5 separate regions of the Mus musculus genome follow, and regions 2, 3, 4 and 5 are each linked to region 1. A link is a contact called in public Micro-C and promoter capture Hi-C data. All regions are on one chromosome and are shown on one strand. Each heading gives the region's core, a stretch centred on a gene start, on an enhancer-like site or on the middle of the called end of the contact. The rest is flanking DNA. Distances are from core to core; before and after follow the strand shown.

Evidence for each region. Promoter capture Hi-C pulls out the DNA fragments that hold promoters and counts their contacts. A called contact is a pair of places that touch in the nucleus more often than the background predicts.
Region 2: a promoter capture Hi-C map of pre-B cells shows a contact between it and region 1, with 3 times the contacts expected there. The contact joins the promoter of Slc39a13 here to the promoter of Ptprj in region 1. A contact is called at or near these places in 2 of 39 promoter capture datasets (cranial neural crest and pre-B cells) and 2 of 9 other capture datasets (adipose tissue and pancreatic islet).
Region 3: a promoter capture Hi-C map of pre-B cells shows a contact between it and region 1. The contact joins the promoter of Ptpmt1 here to the promoter of Ptprj in region 1.
Region 4: a contact with region 1 is called in a Micro-C map of embryonic stem cells, with 2.1 times the contacts expected there. The contact joins the promoter of C1qtnf4 here to the promoter of Ptprj in region 1. A contact is called at or near these places in 1 of 39 promoter capture datasets (cranial neural crest) and 1 of 484 Hi-C or Micro-C datasets (embryonic stem cells).
Region 5: a contact with region 1 is called in a Micro-C map of embryonic stem cells, with 3 times the contacts expected there. The contact joins the promoter of Mtch2 here to the promoter of Ptprj in region 1. A contact is called at or near these places in 2 of 39 promoter capture datasets (cranial neural crest and pre-B cells), 2 of 484 Hi-C or Micro-C datasets (embryonic stem cells and muscle stem cells) and 1 of 115 datasets of contacts at active chromatin or transcription factors (pancreatic cancer cells).

What each region holds. Positions count from the first base shown.
Region 1 is chr2:90,579,285-90,581,928 of GRCm38.p6, reverse strand. It overlaps Ptprj (protein tyrosine phosphatase, receptor type, J), which reads left to right and starts at 1,334. Exons shown (of 24, transcript NM_008982.6): 1 at 1,334-1,773. The coding sequence starts at 1,678. Gm46752 (vegetative cell wall protein gp1-like) reads right to left here and starts at 1,174. Exons shown (of 3, transcript XR_001783391.2): 1 at 1,013-1,174; 2 at 559-818.
Region 2 is chr2:91,068,981-91,071,624 of GRCm38.p6, reverse strand. Slc39a13 (solute carrier family 39 (metal ion transporter), member 13) reads left to right here and starts at 1,310. Exons shown (of 10, transcript NM_026721.3): 1 at 1,310-1,470. It overlaps Gm39874 (predicted gene, 39874), which reads right to left and starts at 1,274. Exons shown (of 2, transcript NR_166131.1): 1 at 1,119-1,274; 2 at 2-559.
Region 3 is chr2:90,916,721-90,919,364 of GRCm38.p6, reverse strand. Ptpmt1 (protein tyrosine phosphatase, mitochondrial 1) reads left to right here and starts at 1,315. Exons shown (of 5, transcript NM_025576.2): 1 at 1,315-1,653; 2 at 1,656-1,755; 3 at 1,856-1,936. The coding sequence starts at 1,379.
Region 4 is chr2:90,884,453-90,887,096 of GRCm38.p6, reverse strand. It overlaps C1qtnf4 (C1q and tumor necrosis factor related protein 4), which reads right to left and starts at 1,311. Exons shown (of 2, transcript NM_026161.3): 1 at 1,094-1,311.
Region 5 is chr2:90,845,804-90,848,447 of GRCm38.p6, reverse strand. It overlaps Mtch2 (mitochondrial carrier 2), which reads right to left and starts at 1,293. Exons shown (of 13, transcript NM_019758.3): 1 at 1,063-1,293. The coding sequence starts at 1,149.

The sequences.
Region 1 (2,644 bases), core at 85-2,584:
TTAATCAAATGCAAAATACCAGAGGACAGGTGCAGCCCCTTTCCCCTCTGTTCTCTGCGTGAAGCTGGGACTCTGAGGCCCAAGGGATGCCTAGAAGCAGGCTGGACACCTGGTGGTCTACATTCCAGTTCTCATAGGGTCCAGACTAGATTCACTTCACTATCTTGGCTGCTCAGGTCTTCCCAAATAGAACGCTCCTGTTTCTCTGTTTCTCAGAAGGTCAAGGTTGAAGAATCTGCCTTCTGATTTTTTTTTTTTTTTTTTTTTTTTTTTTTGCCAAGTTGCTCCCACTTCCTGCCACACTGCTCCCCTCTCTCTGCCCGGTGAAACCCAACCATCCATCAAAGCCCAGCTCAAGTGTCACCTCTTCCTTTGGTCAGAATCAGTCTTTCCCTCCCTAGCATGCCTTGGTTTGGTACTGTCTGTCATTACTTCTAGGTGCAGTAGATAGAGCTCTTTGGTTTCCTCTCGTGAGCCTGGGCACAGTAGCAGTATTCGTGGTAATTTGTAACTCCTTTCAGATCAGGACTTGTGATGACAGCTGCCAGATGGGCTCACCTTATGTCCCACCCTCTTTGGGACTTTACCCATGATCTCATTTAATCGCCAGGCAAGTCTCGGTAGACAGGTACCCGTAGTATCTTCCTGTTACACAGGAGCATAGAGTGGTCAAGAGAGGTGAGGCATCTCTCTCCAAGTCACACAACCAGGATTACACAGTTAGTATATAGCACAGCTGGGCTTGCCATATGCCACAGCTGGGGCTCTAATCACTGGACCAGCTTCTGTGCAGGCTCTCTGACTTCCTGGCCCAGCGTCTGGGGAGAGAACAGAATACATGGTGTGCTTCCAATAGTTTCGGGGGGTTCACCCACACCCTCCCCCAAAGCCCACCCACGGGCCAGGCTTCACCAGATTGCGGTCTAGAAGCAAGCACGACTGTGACCTGGGCAAGAGGCACGCTCAAGCCAGAGCCAGGGAGGGAGTCCCAGGCTGAAGAGTCCCTACTGACCCATCCATACTAGCTCGTGGCTCTGGAACAGTGGAGCAGCGTCCCGGGTCCCGAGTCCCAGGAATGTGGGAGGGCTAGGCGGACAGGGAGGGGGCGCTTCCTCCGGCCGCGGGAGGGGAGACGCCAGAGCGTGCACCGGGCTCGCCACCGCCCACTCCCCGCCCGCCGCCAGCTCGCTGGGGGCGGGGGCCGCGGCGAGAGGGCGGCGAGGGGCCGCGGAGCACGGCAGCGGCCGGCCCGCCCGAGCGGGAGGAAGCGATGAATATTCAGAGGGGGAGGGGAAGAGAGGGGGCCGAGCGCTCGGCGCGGCTCCCTGCAGCCGGAGCCGCATGACGCGCGGAGGAGGCAGAGGGAGCAGCCGGGGCCGCGGGAGCCGGGAGCTGGGAGCCACGCGCGGAGGGTGGGCGCCGCTCGCTCCGCCCCGCGAAGCCCCTGCGAGTCTAAGGCCGCGGCCGCTCCGCGCCAGGCGCGCTAGGCTCCGCCGTGTGGCCGCCGCCGCCGCCGCTGCCATGTCCCCGGGGAAGCCCGGGGCGGGCGGAGCGGGGACTAGGCGGACCGGCTGGCGGAGAAGGAGGCGGAGGCGTCGGCTGGAGACGGAGACGAGGGCGCCCGGCTTCGGGCACACGGCGGGGCGCGTCCCGGGCACGTTCCAGGGCGCGCAGGGCATGAAGCCCGCGGCGCGGGAGACGCGGACACCCCCGCGCTCGCCCGGGCTCCGCTGGGCGCTGCTGCCGCTGCTGCTGTTGCTACGCCAGGGCCAGGTAAGCTCTCGAGTGGGCCTGGGCGTGTGGTAGGAAGACGCGGGCCGAATTGGCATCGCCTGCACCTGCCCGGGTGTCACCCGTTCCAGGAACACCCGGCGAGGGTCTGAGAGATCGTGGTCCTGGGAGCCTTCCTCCTGGAGGAGGCTGGCAGGGATCTTGGCCAGCCTCCTGCTCCCGCCACTCAGCCCCTTCCCTGGCTCCCGGGTGCCAGGGGAAGGGCAGGATTCCGGGGTCCCCAGGGTGTCCCCCGCCGTGCCCGTTGACTCTTCCATAGAAGCTCCCGCATGGGCTGCAGGCGGCGGTGGCCCGGCCTTTCCCGGAGCTGGTCACGTCTGGCCAGCGCGGGCCCTGCTTGCGCGCCCGAAGCGGCCGGAGGGGGCGTGTTTGCGGAGGGCTGTGGATGCGGAGCAGGGACGGCCTGGCTGAGCCGAGGCCGACCTACGACCCGGCCTGGAGGGGCACGAGGGCTTGGACAGAAGGGCAGTGGCGGTGGCCGGGTGCTTGGGGACAGGCCCTGGCGCTGGGCGGTGGGCGAAGCGCCGGACTCAGAACCGAGGGCGCTTTTTGTGGGGGAAAGTTCCCAGCCTTGCCAAGGTGGCCGCTCAAAGGCGTCCCTTGAGGCTGCTGGCTCTGTTCTCATCATCGCTCCTGAGATAGTGCTGGCTTTTCTGGGTGTGCATTCGTGCTTTGTGGGCGCTAGCTATACCCCTCCCCTCCAGACTTTTCTTTTCTTTCTTTTTTTTTTTTCCTTGCTTCACTTTTTTTTTTCCGATAATGGTGGGACTCGAATTTTGGATCTTTTCTCTCAGTGGTATTTTCATGGCAGGGGATGTGATGCAAGGCAGCTGGGGGGACATTCCCATTTTGC
Region 2 (2,644 bases), core at 61-2,560, 490 kb before region 1:
GTGGTGGCACACGTATTTAATTCTAGCACTGAGGAGGTAGAAGTAGGCAGATCTCTGTAGGTTCAAAGTCAGCCACATCTACATAGAAAGTTCCAGAACAGGCAGGGGGTTAGGGCTACATAGAACCAATCTCAAAGTAAAACGACAACAACAACAACAACCACACACACAAACACACACTGTGAGGTAGGGCATCAACTGTGATGTGTGAGTTCGGTCTGCTCTCGGAGCGCCCAGAAGGAACAAGGGACCATAGAGAGCCGCAATGGTAGGTGAGGACTAATGAGCCCCTCACTCTGTCACAGCCAGCCCAGGGGAGCACTCATTCGGCCTCTGCTGAATGTCTTCCATGTCAGTTACTGGCTGATTCCCAGAGAAGGATGCAAACATGTATCGGATCGCAAAGGAGTGGGGGGTGTTAGGCCACATCCACACCTTAGCTCCAGCTTAGACATGAGGTGGCCATCGCACGCCCTAGGGAGAGGTACATCCAAGTTGAATTCCGCCTCTGCCATATGTGTGACATATGTCTGACCCTAGGTCAACAGTCAGTACCCACCTGAAAGATAAAAACGATTTGGTAAAGTTAACACTGATTACTGAGTAAATGGTCAGTAAAGGGCTACCCTAGATCAGAGAACTGTAGCCATTGTTATTGCCACTAACTGCTCCTTCGGTCTAAGAGTTCAGGTACAGCTTTGTCAGGGTAAGAGAACACCAAGTCCTTTGTTGTATCCTGGCTTGAAATTCCAGGGCACAGGCTCTAGAAACGTGTACTGGACTTCAAAGGGTTACAGTCCTGGAGACGGTGGCCTGAGGTTCCAAGTGAAAAACCAAAGCATAAAAATAATTCGATGAGTAAGAATAAAATTCCCTCTTCTGAGGTACCCAGAGCCAGGCCCCTCCTTGCGGCAGGCACTTCCCCTTTCCCTAGCTCATGGAGGAGCCAGGCCTGCTGACTCAGAGAGCCATAGCCCTGCTCTCGTCCCGGGACGGAGCGGTTTGGCAGCCGTGCGCGCCCCCGTGTGGCCACTGCTGGAACTGCATCCTCAGAAGGACGCCACACTGAAGCCCCGCCGCCCTGTTGATCCCGGTTCCCGCGTGGGTGCCGCCCTCACCCTAGCTTAACTTGGCTAAACGCGATGCCCACGAGGGTACCCACTTCCGTCCTACTCTCCCCGCAGCCCCAGAATCCGCCCCGAGCGGAAGTGCGCTGACCGCGCGGGTCCCCCATGGTATGAGGCGGAAGCGCCTCCCCCGCCGTCGCTCCGTCTAGCCCCCCGGAGCCGCGCGCGTCGGGTTCCGGACTGTCCCGTGTGACGTGGCTGCACGCCGGGGGTGGCTCCGGGCTGGGGGCCTAGTGGTGGGGCCGGGCGAGGCAGAGCGGGGCGGGGCGCGACACTGCAGCTGGATGGCCGGGCCCGCCCGGAGCGCTGCATCTGCTGCCGCTGCCACCTCTGCCACTGCGCGGTGAGTGATCGCTGGACCCTCAGGCCGGCGTCCGGGGCGGGATGGACCGTGTCAGTTCCCAAACCTGTCGCGACTCGTCCTCAGTTTAGGAGTTGAACTTGCCTGCTCTTTGGCTCTTTACCTCTGACGTCCCACGCTCTGCCCCTCAGCCCTCCCTGCTGCCCCGCTTCTTGTCTTCTCCTTCCACCAGACATTCTAGCTCATTTTATTGACTTTCCTTTCTCTTGCTTTCTCCTTTCTCTCCATACCCCATACTTCTCTGCTGAACCTGTGGTCCCCCCTTGCCTCTGCATGACCCGCTAAGGTCTTGGCCTGGCGAGGGCCTGCCTTGGTCCCAGTGAAGCTTTGCTCGTTTGTTTGTGCTGGTGTTGGCAGTGGCGGCCGCGAGGGGTCGGGGAGGGCTGGGGCAGGGGTCACTAATTATGGCCTGAAGATTCCAGACATAGGCTTGTAGCCCACCAATCAGAGACCGATGATTTCTCTCTTAACATCCATTGGCAGATGAGGAAACTGAGGCAGTTTCAAGGTCACAGCCAGTAGAAGACGGGGCAGATCACATTTAAACTTTCCAGATTGAACTTCTGGCTTGGTTGACTCACATCCCCATCCGGCTGCCATCAGTCTGCAGAGCACATTCCTTCTGCGAGTGCTTCAGACCTCCCCTGGCATTCAGAGGACTTGCATTCCCTCCTCGATGCCAGCAGCTACCTGCATTGTCAAGTTCACCTCATATTCATCGCTGTTAGGGAGCTCTGTTACCTCATCCATTCCCTGATGAGGACACTGAGGCTCAGGCTCATAAGGGACTACAGTCAGTTAACAATCTAGAGCACCAAATTAATTAGCCATAAGTTAGTTACCACAGCCTCTGGCTCTGGCAACTGTGAGGCATCTCTTCTCTTCAGCCCCACCTCTTGTCTCTTGGTGCCCAAGAATAAGATCATTTAGGAGGAAGAGGTTTGGACTATGACTCAGTTTCCCCACCTGTGTTTCTTTGTACCACGCCATCAAGCTAAACAGTGCTGGCTTTAGACCCTGGGGTGTCTTTACCGGCACATTCTGGCAGCCAAGCCTCTCCTGGCAGCTAGAGGCACCCAACAGGGATGGTCCCTCCTCCGGTGGCTGAAGGAGCCCAGCCAGTGCCTCACCCAGTCATTAAGGAAAGTTTAGCCTC
Region 3 (2,644 bases), core at 66-2,565, 340 kb before region 1:
TGTGTCACCATGATGGCAGACTCAATTCTTACTATACTTTCCAATCCCCACACTGAAAATGGCATGTCTGCTTCACTTATCGATTTAAAGTAAATGGGCTATTTTTCCTTACCTTTTTTTTTTTTTAAGATTTATTTATTTTATGTATGTGAGTACACTGTAGCTGTCAGACACACTAGAAGAGGGCATCAGATCCCATTACAGATGGATGTGAGCTACCATGTGGTTGTTAGGAATTGAACTCAGGACCTATGGAAGAACAGTTGGTGCTCTTACCCTCTGAGCCATCTCTCCAGCTCTACACGTTCCATTTTAAATTTAATACTTGTTAATTCTTTGAGGATCTCATACATGTATTAATGCACTTTGATAAAATTCATCCCCACCCTCCAAACTCCTCTCAACCTACTCTTTCCTTCTTGGGTATTATTACGAGTATTTCTTTGATAAGAATAAAATATATCTCTTTTTTAAAAGGAGGAAAAAGATGACAGACAGTGGTAGCACATGTCTTTAATCCCAGAACTCAGGAGGCAGGGACAGGTGAATCTCTGAGTTCAAGGGCTGCCTGGTCTACAAGAGAGTTCCAAGACAGCCAGGGCTACACAAAGAAACCCTATCTTGAAAAACGAACAAACAAATCACCCCAAATCAAAACCAAAAAGGAGGGGAAAAGCAGCAGATACAGGTTAAGAGTATTTTCTTGTGGCTGGAGAAATATTTAAGCAGTTAAGAGCACTGGCTACTCTTCCAGGGAACCCTGGTTTGATTTCCAGCATTCTCCAGCTTTCTCTCCGAGTCACGCTCCAGTCCCATGGGTTCCAACATCCTCTTTGGACTCCTTGGACTTTGCACCCAGGTGATGTCATACAGGCAGGCAAAGCACCCAACACACACACTTTTTTTTTTTTTTTTTTTTTTTTGAGACAGGGTTCCTTTGTGTGTCCTGGAGCTAGCTACATAGCCAGTAGAAGACATTTAGGGCTTCATAGTGTGACCTGGTTTTAAAAAAGGAGAGGGGGGGGGGCGGGGAAAGACAGAGAGACAGAGAGACAGACACAGACAGACAGACACAGGGCAGTAGACCACCACCTAGGTTCAAGTTCAGGTTCCCTGCTCCCCCAAGAGCAGCTGACAACCACCGCTTTTTTTACAGGCAGACTCGGCTTCTCCAGGGCCTTCCCTGTTTAGAGGAGCCTCTCTGCTGAGCCTCCTCCTTAGTGATGGGTGCACTCCGGGGTCACGGCCCCTCCCTAAGGTCAGGGGTTGGAGAGCCGGCCCTGCTCCTTAGGCAGGGTCACAGTTTCACCCGATCTTGCCATTCCACTCCCTCCACCCGACCCCTCGCCGCGCCTCGCGGCGCCTCTCCTTTGGAGCCATGGCTCCTGTTCCGGGATCCCTCGGGCAGGGCCGGGACTCCGGGGACTCAGCTTCGAAGAGTCGGGAGGCATCAGGTGGCCCTCAGCTCTCGTCCTCCGCGTCCTTCTCGCGGTGGCTGGTCGCGAGCCCCGGGGCCGGTGGCTGGCCGCTGCGCCTGGCGGGGTGGGGCGCCTCGCCACTGCGCCTGGCGGGGTGGGGCGGGATGGCGGCCTCCGCGTGGCTGGAGGCCGGCCTGGCCCGGGTGCTCTTCTACCCGACGCTGCTCTACACAGTGTCCGGGGGAGGGTGCGCGGCCCGGCGCACCGCGACTGGTACCACCGCATCGACCACACGGTTCTGCTGGGCGCGCTGCCGCTGAAGAACATGACGCGCCGGGTGAGAGACCGCCGGGCCGGGCCGGGCCGGGCCGGGAGCGGGCCCAGGGCCTCTGCGGGCGCCCCGCGGCCCTCGCTGAGCCTCCTCTTTGCCTCGGCAGCTGGTACTGGACGAGAACGTGCGCGGGGTGATCACTATGAACGAGGAGTACGAGACCCGATTCCTGTGCAACACCTCGAAGGTGAGGACCCGGGCCCTCTGGCCTGGCTGGCCCAGCACTCGGGCCTGGGAAAGCTGGAGAAGCTAGGGGAAGAGGAAGGACGCCGTGGGTGACCTTGTCTCCGAGACCAGTGTTGGAGACCTAGTTGCCTTCTCAAGTTCTGTGTATGTGGGTCAAGCTCAAATGGCTGCAGGTGGAAAGACGCTGAAGCTGATAAGCCAGAAAGAAGTCTTGCGAGTCTGGAGACTCAGGTGGCAGAGGCAGGATCTTTTGAGCCCAGGAGTTCAATGTGTCCTGGCCATTGTCTAAAAAGAGCGAGCTAACCCGCTGTGGGTGGCTCACTCCTGGAATTTCAGCCCCCTTAAGGCAAGAAGTTGTTCCAGGCCAGCTTGGTGTATTGTATGTAGTGAGCTCTGGGTCAGTCAGGACACAGGACAAGGAAGTCCTGCTTCAAAATGGGGACGGGGGGTACAGTTCTTCATGCACAGAATTGTACATGTATATGCTACTTTTCCTTTGTTTGTTTATTTTGAGACAGGGGTCTTAAGTCCTGATCCGATTCTCCTGCCTCCACTTTCCAAGTACTGAGATTACAGGCATGTGCTAATACACCCATTTTGTATTTGTGATTTTGGTCACTAACCTCAGTAACTAAAATTGTGACTTGTGTGTGGTGGTTTGAATATGCTTGGCTCAGGGAGTGGAGCGAGAGAACCCTGACTAATACAA
Region 4 (2,644 bases), core at 62-2,561, 310 kb before region 1:
AAGTGTCCGGTCCACTCTGTTTCTTCATACAAAGCTCTTTTGGACATATAGATAAGCCCTCTTCCATTTTATGGATGAGAAATCTGGTGCCTAAACGAGGGGTACACGTTTTGGCTCAAGGTCATCCACTGAACTCTTAGCCTTAAACAGAGGGTTTGTTCTTTTTTTCCATTTCAAATCAGTGCGCTTCTCTACCAGCTCTCCCTCTTACACAAAGGTCAATGTGTTTCCCGCCTCAGTGACCCCTTTTGCAAAACCAGAAGAGACAAGGGAGCGAAGGAGGAAGCAAACAAAGGCAAGCACAGCCTCTGTCATTTGTTTGCTGAGAGGTGGGAGCTCTCCCTCTGCCCGGCAGCTTTCCTGGCAGGTCTTCGCTCGAAGCTCCTGCCCACCTTATCCTTTGCCACCTCCCCTCTAAGTCAGATGAACCCACCAGTGCCAAAGGTTCTTGTGTGTCCAATACCCTTCCTACCTTCCGTACTCCACTGCACATGCCCCTGAACCCTGGATCCTTTCCTCTAACAATCCCATTCCCCAGCAGGTCAGAGGAGGATGGTAAGGCGTCAGGTGGGTCTCAGAGCTCCAGGAAAGGAAATGGCTGCACAAAGCTCTGTCCAGGTGAAGCTCAAAAATAGTCATCTTCAAAGAGGAAAACTGGGACAGAGCTGGATAGACCCAGAGCCATAGAACCAATGGAGAAGGTGCAGCGATGTCAGACTAAGGGCATCTCCAAGCCCCTAGCGCCTTGTTCCCATATCCCAGTTAACACTGCTTTCAAACCGTGCCAGAACCCCCCTGTATCTTCCTTGAAAGTCCGCATCCTTCCAAGAATGTGAGCCCCACTTTTACAGAAGCAGTCAATAAGTCCCTTCTCGTGGGGAAAAATGCCCCATTAAGGGGTCCCCGCAAGCCCCTTTTCCATTATCCCTGCCCTCCACCCCTCCCTCTGAAGTAAAAGCCCCTGAGCCTCTTTCATGAAAAAGCGCCCAGGTCCTCCTTTCCAGGAAAAGGGACCGGGTCCCTCGTGCCTCCCGCCGCCCCCGCTCGCATAGAAGAGAAGCCTGCGCCCCCGCCTCCTCCGGGCTGCCCTCACCTGGCTGGTGGCGGGCGGGTCGGCTTCGGTCCCAGCCGGCTATCCTGCTCGGTGAGGACGCCGGGCTACACACTGGTCGCCCGCGCTGCGGCTTGACCGGGCCTCCAGGGGTGGCGGGGGTTTAGCCGGCGACGAGTGGGGACCCCGGCAAGGGAGGCGTGAGCAAGTGGGAAGGACAGCAGAAGCTGAAGCGGAGAAACGCAAGGGCGGGGAGCAGGGGAGGCGGAGGGGAGAGCGGAGGACGAGGGAGGGGCGCCGAGCAGTTGGGCCTGGGGCACCGCACCGAGCCTGCGCTGAGCATGGGACCCTTCCTCATTCCTGGATCCTGAGCGTTACCCACCGGGTGCCGCGCTCAGGCGTCATTGATCCAAGTTAGCAGGTGGGGAAACCGAGGCCGCTAGAGAGGCCACCCTAGGGTGGCCCAAGGCATCCTACAGACCAGCTTTCTGGTTTGTGTGGGGAGAGAGGACTCGGGCAAGGCATGGACTGTGCTGCAAGCAAGGACAGTAGGAGGTGAGATTTTGTATGGGACAGATGTCCACGCTGAGTGGCCTTGGGGGGAAGGTCTGAGGGAAGAGAATGATAAATGGGTCAATGTCCTTAGTAAAGTAAGAGGTGAAAATGCCCCACTTTTCCTTCCTCACTTCTGAGTCTGCAAATGCCCCTCCCCCTGCACCTCGTGCGTGTGCTAGCAAGGCTGGAGGAAGGACAAAGCTGCAGACATCAGCACATCAGCTTGAGACCCTCTGAGAAGAACAAAGAAGGTGCAGGATCCTTGGGACGTACTGAATTTTTCTTTTCCGGAAAAGGTTGAGAAGGGCAATAGGAGGTCCCCGTGTGGGGCATGGACTTTCTGGGGAGCTATGCCCACACTCGTAGGAGTCCAACAACACCTCAGGGGCTGAGATCAGCATCTCCTCCACGCCCCACGCCCCCCCTCACCCTCACAGGCTCGCAGAAGCCCTGGCCCTCAGGAGCTTTCCTTCTGGAATTCTCCACATACCTGGCCCCAGTTACTGGAGTATAAATTACCCATGGAGAAGTGATGAGCTTGGGCAGTTCCTCCACGCTGTTGGGTACAAGGAGGCACAAGGCAAAGTGCCTGCCTAGCCCTTGCCAGATCACAAATGTCTCCTTCTCCTTGAAAGCTGGGGAGGGGGGCACTCCAATGGGCAGGGCACTGAGGGTGGGATGAGTCCCACAGGGAAAGGCCAGGAGCCATCCTGTGACACCTGTGGTCCTCCTTAGGCACTGGACCTCTTATTCAGGGCAGGAAGGTGTGGGAGGGAGAGAGGCAGGACATTTGAATCCCAACTGGGGCTGGAAGACATTTGACACTTAATATGGAAGAACTCTCAACAAAGGAATCAGGGTGGGCTGGTAATGGGTAGATAACATGGCAGCCAGCAGGGCCTTGGGAAGGGAGAGGCCAGGGAAGGCATGATGGGGTGCTGGTGGGTGTGGGGGTAGTTAGGAGTGGAAGAGCCACAGATATACCAGATAGGAAGTTAGGAATCATCAGGGCTCAGAGAAAAGGGCCCAGGCTAAGTT
Region 5 (2,644 bases), core at 44-2,543, 270 kb before region 1:
CAATTCTGTTCTAGACACAGATTTCACTCTGCGCTTCAACATCTACACTTATATTAGTCAACTTAGCAACAATTTGTATGAAGAACAATTTAAAAATGAAGTCCATTCTAGAGTCTTGCTTTTTTTTTTTTCTCTTTTCAGAATGGTAAACATTGAGGACAGGGATTCTAAAGCCTGCTTCCTTCCAGGACACACAATGCATGAGGTATGGCAATCCTCAATAAATGCTTAAAAATGGCCCTGATCAGCACAGGGAAAGTTAGAAGAGCAATTGAAAATACTATCACCAGCTAAAAGTAGGCCTCCTTACCCATGAATATAAATGACCACTTTAGAAATATTTTATAGCAGATTGGCAAGGGAGGCAAGAGAGACATCCGGGGTTTGATGTTACATTTAAACTCGCTAAAGTGTTTAAACAGAACTGATTTCCAGCTCTAACCAACGTGATTTTCATTGTCATGAACCACATGGGTTACTGTGAAAGCGCTCAATGGATCCTCAGGAAATCTGATTTCATTATCACTTCTCAATGCGCTCCTTGTGTATATCCGGGTATCTGGTGTTAAAATCTCTGAACGGGAATAGAAGTAGAAACAGCAAATAGAAAAACCGAGTAAGAACAATAAGATGTTGGCTTTCCTAGAATTTTAAATTTGCCCATAGATGAGTTATTTCACGTCTCGAGTTTGAGATATTTCGCTGAGGAGGAGTGAACGAGGTGAGGTGAACGCCAGTATCAGAGGGGCGACAAGAAAAGGGTTGGGAAGCCCTCGGTGGCAACCGGCCAGGATCAGGGAAAGGAAAAACAAAGTTGAGAAGAGTCACCGGCCAGGGAAGGCAAGGGTGGCAGTTGGCTGCAGAAAGGGAGCCGGCCTGCCCGGGGCGAGCCTCGGGATGTCTCCGAGAGGGGCGCGAGGCCGTGGAAGTTGTTCCTGAGGGGAGAGAAGGGCAGCATCTCGAGAGGGTGAAGGCCTGGGACGCAGAGCCAACCCAAAGGCGCAGAGGGCGGTGGCGACCTGACAGGACGCGGGCGGGGAAGGAAAGGGCGACGACTCATACCTGGATGAGCACTTTCACGTACATGAGCGGCTGGGACAGGATGGTGAGACCGGAGCCCAGGAGCACCTGACTGGCCGCGTCCGCCATGATGGCACCCGCGGACGGACGGACAGACGGAGTCACCAAGCGACACAGCCGGTTCCAGATCACGTGTCGGGGGCGCCGGCTTCACTGGCCCGCCCGCGGCGCGCCGCCCGCTTAGGCTCCGCCCACCGGCCCGCCCAAAGAAACGGCAGGCGCTCGCGAGGGGCCGCCTGGGGCGGGGCTTGTGGGAGGGACGCGCATGCGTCTGGGCGTGGGCTCCTCGCGCCTCTAGGAAAGGCGATTTCTCTTGCGCCTGCGCAAGCCGGAAGTGTCCGGAAGGAGTAGGGAGGGAATGGTAATGATGGGGTGGTGGTGGGGTGACCCTGACGGCAAAGGCAAGGTCAGCGGACTAACAACTGGAAGAACTGAGTTATACTCCTATCCTCTTTCAGGCTTTGACGACGTAAAGTTTGATGGTTGTTTTCCGTTAGAGTTGTCATGTCTAATGAACAACAGATCCTGTCTGGCTTAACAGTGAATTCTGCAGGTCCCTGATTTTGCGTTTACCATTAGCTCAGTGGTAGAGCACTTCCCGACATCCTTGCTTTCAGTCCTCAGTACTGGAAAGAAAAAGCAACTACAACAAAATGTGCCCCCTCGGGGTCAGATGTGGCGGCACAGACCCTTAATCCAGCACTTGGGAGGCAGAGGAATGTGGATATGTGAGTTCAAGGCTAATCTGGTTTACAAACTGGATACCCGGTAAACCAGGGTTACATGGTGACATACTGACCAAAAAAAAAAATTTTTTTTTCATGTCTTCTCTGACTACTCGAAATCCATTTTATCCGTATTTCCTACCCGTTGCCTTGTGACACCTGTCACTGGGAAATTGTCTTTGACAGTTGAGAGTGTCAACTCTGGGTTCAGGAACCGAGATGGCCTTTGTACACTATTTTCCCCCAGTGCCTGGCATGTACCAGTGCTCAAGATTTATTAAAGCTCAGTGCCAATCGGGCTACCCAGGCTGTTAGAGGCAAAATGAAGAAAAGGCATTGCTCCAGCTCTGGCCCCTTTGTTCTGTAGCAGACACCACTTAGTGCAAGCACTTAGTGTGTACTGCTGAGAATGAACAAGGAACCGAGTTTGGAATCTGGCTTTCCTTTTGGATCCATGTGTCACTTTCCTTTTTAAATTTTTTAGTGTTTGTATCTAAATATAAGGACAATGCAACTAACTCAGTGTATTTTTATGAACATTAAGTGAAACTGTATATATGGAGTTTTTGAGAAATTGGCTGAAATACAGAAGTTAGTCCTAATATGGCCTTCTATTCAGCCCAGAACTAGCTGATATTGGGAGGCAGTTTGTAGGTCAGGCACACGGGCTTTGAAGTCCAATGGGCCTCATCCAAAGTCTACCTCTGCCAGTTACAGTGTGACCTTATATAGGTCATCCCAACTCTTCAAAACTTTTAAGCAAATAAGTATAATAATATCCACTTCAAAACATTATCTCAAAGCAATATGGACCTAGCCTGGCATACACAACAAAAATG